Regions from separate parts of the Triticum aestivum genome. Here region 2 is linked to region 1. A link is a contact called in public Hi-C data. All regions are on one chromosome and are shown on one strand. The core of a region is the stretch at or near the end of the contact, and the rest is flanking DNA. Distances in the headings are between cores, read along the strand shown. Region 1 holds the start of LOC123078450. Region 2 holds the start of LOC123078451 (beta-galactosidase 2).

What was found. A called contact is a pair of places that touch in the nucleus more often than the background predicts.
Region 2: a Hi-C map of leaf shows a contact between it and region 1, with 4 times the contacts expected there. The contact joins the promoter of LOC123078451 here to the promoter of LOC123078450 in region 1. A contact is called at or near these places in 2 of 5 Hi-C or Micro-C datasets (both in leaf).

What each region holds. Positions count from the first base shown.
Region 1 is chr3D:283,883,010-283,886,192 of IWGSC CS RefSeq v2.1, reverse strand. It overlaps LOC123078450, which reads left to right and starts at 1,818. Exons shown (of 7, transcript XM_044500962.1): 1 at 1,818-2,056; 2 at 2,373-2,488; 3 at 2,644-2,726; 4 at 3,095-3,183. The coding sequence starts at 2,014.
Region 2 is chr3D:284,341,720-284,344,681 of IWGSC CS RefSeq v2.1, reverse strand. LOC123078451 (beta-galactosidase 2) reads right to left here and starts at 1,389. Exons shown (of 19, transcript XM_044500964.1): 1 at 1-1,389.

The sequences.
Region 1 (3,183 bases), core at 569-3,068:
CTTGGGTTAAGTGTTAACCCGGTTTGGGAATCTGTATCACGGCTTCGAGAAGAGAGGCCGAGCTACCACAAGGGTGACAAGTACTCACCCTGAGCTCGACGCATATATCGTGAGGCAAAAAGAATGTTGCATATGACACATTGTCCAGGTTCATCAAATGACTTTACGCACACATGGGAGTTGTCACGTTCTACTAGGAGCCGCTACCAACTGTCAACTCTGGTCGTGTCCATGTGTACATGAACCTATAGGGTCGCACACTTAAGGGGCCGCAACCCATTCGGATTGGATCCAAGTGGAAAATGGATGTAGACTCTTAGTGGGCTCAAGTGTTGATCCCACCTCAGAGGTCTATATAAAAAGGAGTGGGCGCACCACTTAGGGTTGATCTTTTTCCACCTGTGACAGCCGCCGCCACAACTCCCAACGCCCATGCCGTGCGACCAGACCTAGCAGTTCCCAGCCCGACGTTGCACCCCGCATATGTGGATATCTTGAAGGCATCGCACCTGTGGTGCTTGGACGAACCGTTCGCGAGTCTTTGCTGTTCGCGGGAGATCGGCGACGCGAGGTGGTGATGACCCGGGAGATCGACTACACGCATCCAACTCTACTTCTACCGTGGTGACTGCGCGTTTAGTGGTAAACCCGATCCCGTGATCTATTTCCACCAGCATTATCTTGGGTGCGCGATAGAAATTTTATTTAGCGCTAGCGTATCGTACCACGTGTTCCTTCAGACTATGCCATCCCTTGTTTGTTTACTGTATCGTCTGTTTCTTTTCGGTTTGGTTCTTCTCATTAGAGTTTTGGTATTGATATGAAGTGTAAAGATTCGTTCGACTACGCTTCATTGATTCGATCTTCTTCAAAGCGGGATAACAGGCAAGGATGATCCTTACCTTGGATACAATTATTAGCTTTACTTGCTAGATGTCTTGATGCTATCATTGGTCTCGTTACCTGCCACATGTTTGCACCCTGCATATTGCCATGATACAACAATTAACTTTCACATCCTAGCAAACATTTGTTTGACTATATTACCGTTTGCTCAGCCCTCTTATAGCGTTGCTAGTTGCAAGTACGTTTTTTTTTCATGCGTTAACATGGATATCATGGATATCTTTGGGATGTCATTATTATCATGCTTAATTCTTAAACTTGGTCAATGGGTTTGACCTCACAGCAACACTGTCTAATGACATTTACTTTGAAAAGACTCTTTGGCGATCGCTCGTTGCACCCGCGAAGGGCTCCGTGCGTCCCAAATCTGTTTTCGATCGTGATCTGTCCCTTTCCAAATCAACAAGGATGGCCCCACCTGCTCCTTTTGACCATGTAATCAGCCCACTCGTGATGTACATCTAATCCCCTCCCCTCTCCCAATTTTCAGGTGTGGGGGTGATAAGGACCAACCAAACTTTCCTACTAATCTTGTAGAAAATCTTAATGAAATTGTGCCGCAATTTCTAACTACTCAAAGGCTTCCTGTCAAAAAGCGAGCGTTCCACCACGCGCGGATTAGCCTCGCCCCATTTATTTTGAGCAAATATCTACCAAAATGATGGCATTTTTTAGGTTTCTAATGTTATTTTTGAGCAAACATCTCACGGAACGATGACATTTTTAAGAATTTGTAATTTTTAATGGCAAAACTTAGTATTACACAACTAGTGGTATAAATAGTGAAAACCCTTTTATTGGGTCTTTTTTAAGGGTCCTTTTTTAGTCCAAAATCGGGCGAGCGGCTGTAAGGAAGAAAATCGCGAGCAAGAAATCCCAATCCAACGGCTTCCAGCCCTTCACGCTGTCATTGGGTCCATCCAATGGTAGCGCCTTCCTAGTGCGTTCTTTTTCTGGATACCTTAAATTCCACGCCCTCCTCCTGGCCTCCTCCAGTTGCCCGGCGAATCTAACATTCATCCTGCTCCTGCCACCGCCGGCGGGTCGGCTAGCCTCGGGTTCCTCCCACCCCAAACCGCACGAGGCTGCTGCCGCCATCTGTCGTCCATGTCGCAGCCGCTCAATTCTTCCCGGGATGCCTCCAATCCCCGTAAGCCCCTTTTCTTGATTTCACCATCCGTACCTTCTCTTGGGCGACAACTACCATACTTCAAATTTGATCTCAAGAATCTGCATAGCCATCTTAGACTAGTAGATGGTTTCTTGTGCTACTATGAAGTGCTCAGATGGCCGCATAAACCTAAGGATTTTGGAGTTATTTGCAAATCCGAATAGTGTTAGTAGTCTAAGTCAAAGGATGGCTTCATCTGAGTTGAAGTTACTCCTATACTCTTGTCACAGAAGAGAAGATACGTAAAGCTAATTTTGAGTCCAAACTGTTGACACCGTGTGGTTTTATGAAACAGCTGCTACACACAGGGTATTGATAACGAACAAGCATGGAGAGAAACTTGTGGGCCTGCTGCATCCCACGGGTTCGAACAGGATTGTAGTCTTGTGCCATGGCTTTACGGCCTCCAAGGTACATAACTATTTCGTGACCACAAGAAATTCGCCTTGTCCACTTCAAGATTAGGGCCACTAAGTTTCATTTTGCTTATGTGAGATGCAGCGAATTGAACCGTCGGAGTAGTAGTTTCTACTACCCTTCTACTGACGTTTAACACTTATCTTCAGAGTTCTGGCGTTATTGTTGATCTGGCAGATGCAATAATAAAACAAGGGATTAGTGTCTTTCGCTTTGACTTCAGTGGAAACGGGTAAGTTACTCATAGAATCATGGATATGCTGTTGCTTGTACGTTCACTAAAGTTGTTATGCTAAATGCTACTCTAGCCTTTTCTGAAGGTAGTCTTTATAACTGAATGAGCTCAGGTTCATGTATGACGTATACTATCATTTTGGTCCTCTGATTTTATTTTATCTGTTAGACCTGCACCTTTTTCATGGACAAAAAATATGGATAACATAATCTGGCAGATATCCTTTTCCATTTAAATTTCACGAATTGCATTTTTGTTGTTTTAATATATATTTGTTGGTACACAATTTTTTCAATAATTGAAATAGGCATATGCATGGTTCCTAACCTCATCCATGTTGTGACTTTGATCATATTGCTTTTCAGAGAGAGCGAAGGTGTATTCCAATATGGCAACTACAGGAAAGAGGCTGAAGACTTGCATTCTATTGTCTCATATCTGTATCAGGAGAAGT
Region 2 (2,962 bases), core at 140-2,639, 460 kb before region 1:
CCCATGGACACGCCGGAGAAGAAGAGCCGACTACCACGACCAAAGCCGCGCCTCCGACGTTGCTCACCACCGTTGTCGTTGCCACAGAAGCCACCGTGCACGTCCAGTCATAGGAAGCACCAAAGGGATCAAATTCTTCAAGACGGCGCCCTAAAGAGGGGAACGGCGTTGAAGACGACGACACCGCCCGACCTTGTAGCAGGATCTGGGCTTTCACCCGAAGGACTTGATCCGGGAGTAGAGGCTGTGAAGATTCCCGACAACGCCTCCAAGGAGGATAGCGACGCCCACAGGCGCCGTCGCCGACGGCCGGTCAGCACCGGCCAGGCTTTCACCCGGTGCAGCCACTCCCACGCAGCAGGCCGAGGTCGACCCGTACCTCCATTGGACCGCGCACCCCCCACACAACGAGCACGCCACTGCTGTGTAGGGCCACCCGCAAACCTCCTCGACGACGGGCCTGCAGAGACCAGATCGGGTCCTGCACCCCGCATCCAACCGCGGCAGAGCCACCCAGCTCCAACAAGCGGCAACGGGGCACCACCACCAGCCGGCAGTGCCCCTCCCGGGCCGCCAGCCACGGACCTCCGACCAGCAGCCGTCTCCTTCCGGCCCCCTGTACTTCAGAGCAGCAGAACGGGGCAGAGAAAACTACCCATCTTGCGCTGCCAAGGCCGGATCCGTGGCGTCCAGGCTTGCCCGCAGGGCCGCCGAGCGAAGACCACCGGCTGCCGCCCGCCAGATCTGCACCGGCGACCAACACGGCGCACCCACCGCACTCCGCGCCCAGCCGCGCCCAGCCCGCGCCTCCACCCTGCTCGCAGGCCAGCACCACCGCTGCCTTGACCTCACGCCGCCGCGACGCCTCTGCCGACGGCCCGCCTCCTCACCAGATTCGGGCGCGAGGGCCCCGGATCCTCCGCCTCGCAGGCAGCCGCCGGACCACCTCCGCGAGGGAGGCGCACGCCAACCCCGCGCGCGACCTGGGGCCGCTGCCCCAGCCTTCCAGCGCCAGCCAACGCCATCCCGAGCGCCAACGTGCCCGAGCTCCCTCCAGGAGCGGCCGGCCCGCGCCGTACCATCTCCAGCGGAAAGGAAAAAAAAGGGCCCCGCCGCCGCCGAACCGCGGGCTTTGCCCGGCGACTCCTGCCGGCGGCGGCGAGGAGCGGGGGCGCGGTGGTTGTGGCTTGCGGCGGCGGCTAGGTTTCGCTCCTGGCCGCCCGCGGGAGCGACCGAGGAGCGACCCGTCGGGGGCCGGCCTTACGTTGTGTTTTTCATTTCCTCTTTCTTGATGATGGCTTTCTCTCTCTAAACATTTATGCGGCTTAGTGTTTGGTAATGCTATTTTCTGTACTGAATAGTGTTTGTGAATATTTGCCTAGTGGAGTAAAGTATTTGCTTGTCGGTGATAAGGCTAGAAGAGAGGTAGAGCGAGGAATTTCTTTTTTCTTTGAAAGGAGAGCGAGGATATTTTTGTCTGCGAGGAGAGATGGAGCAAGGATCTAGGATTAGTGAGAACTGGGTCAGATAGGATGGGAAACTCGGTGGGATTCCGAAGCTAGCCACACGGTGAGAGGACGCTGCGCTGCGCTGCCGGAGCCGGCGCCGGGGACGAGGTAGTTTGCCATGGTGGCTCTCGCTGGTCCGGAGCCACGCCTGGTAGTTTTCCATGGTGGCTTATGTGGGTGGTGCAAAGAGGATGATCTCGTCAGAGCGGGTGCGGGAGATGTTGGAGGGCAAGCTGGGGATCCCACTAGAGTTCATCTCGGTCCACCGCCATTGCCCGGGGGACTTTCTGTTCGTGTTTGCCTCGGCGGAGCTCAGGAACAGAGTCTCGGCGTGCCCATCGGTGGAGTTACAAGGTGACAGGCTCATTTTCAGGCCATGGAATAGGCAGTCGCAGGCAGTGGCGGCGCCAGGATGTGGCCACGCCCCAGGCAGGCAGTGTACACTGACGCACTGTATCTACAGTGCTATGTACAATACATGAAGGGAGCTGCTCTCACGCCCCAGGCAGCGGCCCGGGCTACCTGGGGCCTGTCTCCACCACTGGTCGCAGGCGGTGCATTCGGTGGCTGGGTTCAAAGTTTGGCTGGAGCTGGAGGGGATCCCTCCCCATGCCTGGGATCGGTCAGTTGTGGAGGACTTGCTGGGCTCGTCGTGCAAGCTCGACGCCGTCGCTCCGGAGACCTTCTCTCGGGCTGACCTGGCTTCGTTCAAGACCACTGCTTGGACGGCGAACCCGCAGAGCATCCCTACCCTGCGCTGGCTCGCCGTGCCGGAGCCGGGGAGGAGCGACCGCCGGCGTTCCTCCAGTACAAAGTGCTCATTCACTTGGATGCAGTGATGGATCTCCGAGAGGCCGGTGAGCCGTGGTTCTTTGACGGTTCGTCATACAGTGGTCAGAGTGGCATCCCTGAGCAGGATGGAGACATGGGAGGGCCGGGCCCTAGGCCGCGCTGGGTGCCATGGCAGTTTGGGGTCCGCGACTCACGTGGTGGCAGCTGCGCCGCCGGCGGCAGTGGTGGCGGCCGTGCTCATGGCGCAGTTGTTGGCCGGGCTGGTTCCCCTGCTTCGGATTGGCGCCTCCCTCTGATGGGTGCGACGTGCGAGGCCGGACTGGGGCCCACAAGGGTGATGGCAGCAAACATGATAACGCGTAGGCAGTCGGCTTTTGACCGGCTGACTACGGCTGCGGGACCTGGGGAACGTTCGACCGAAAATTCAAACGAGACAGGCGGGAGAGGCGCTACGAGAGCAGAGCCAGCGCCGAAGGCAGTTACGCCAAAGGAGAGGAGTGGCATCGGATCCGCTGCCCAATCAGATGAGGAGGAACGTGGCCTCAGATCCGCTGCCCAATCAGGAGAGGACGCCCGAAGTGGTGGTGCTGCGGGCCCAGGGGCCAGCTGATCTACAACATTGGTCGGAGAATCTGGAGATGCGGGCCCAAGATACGGCCGAG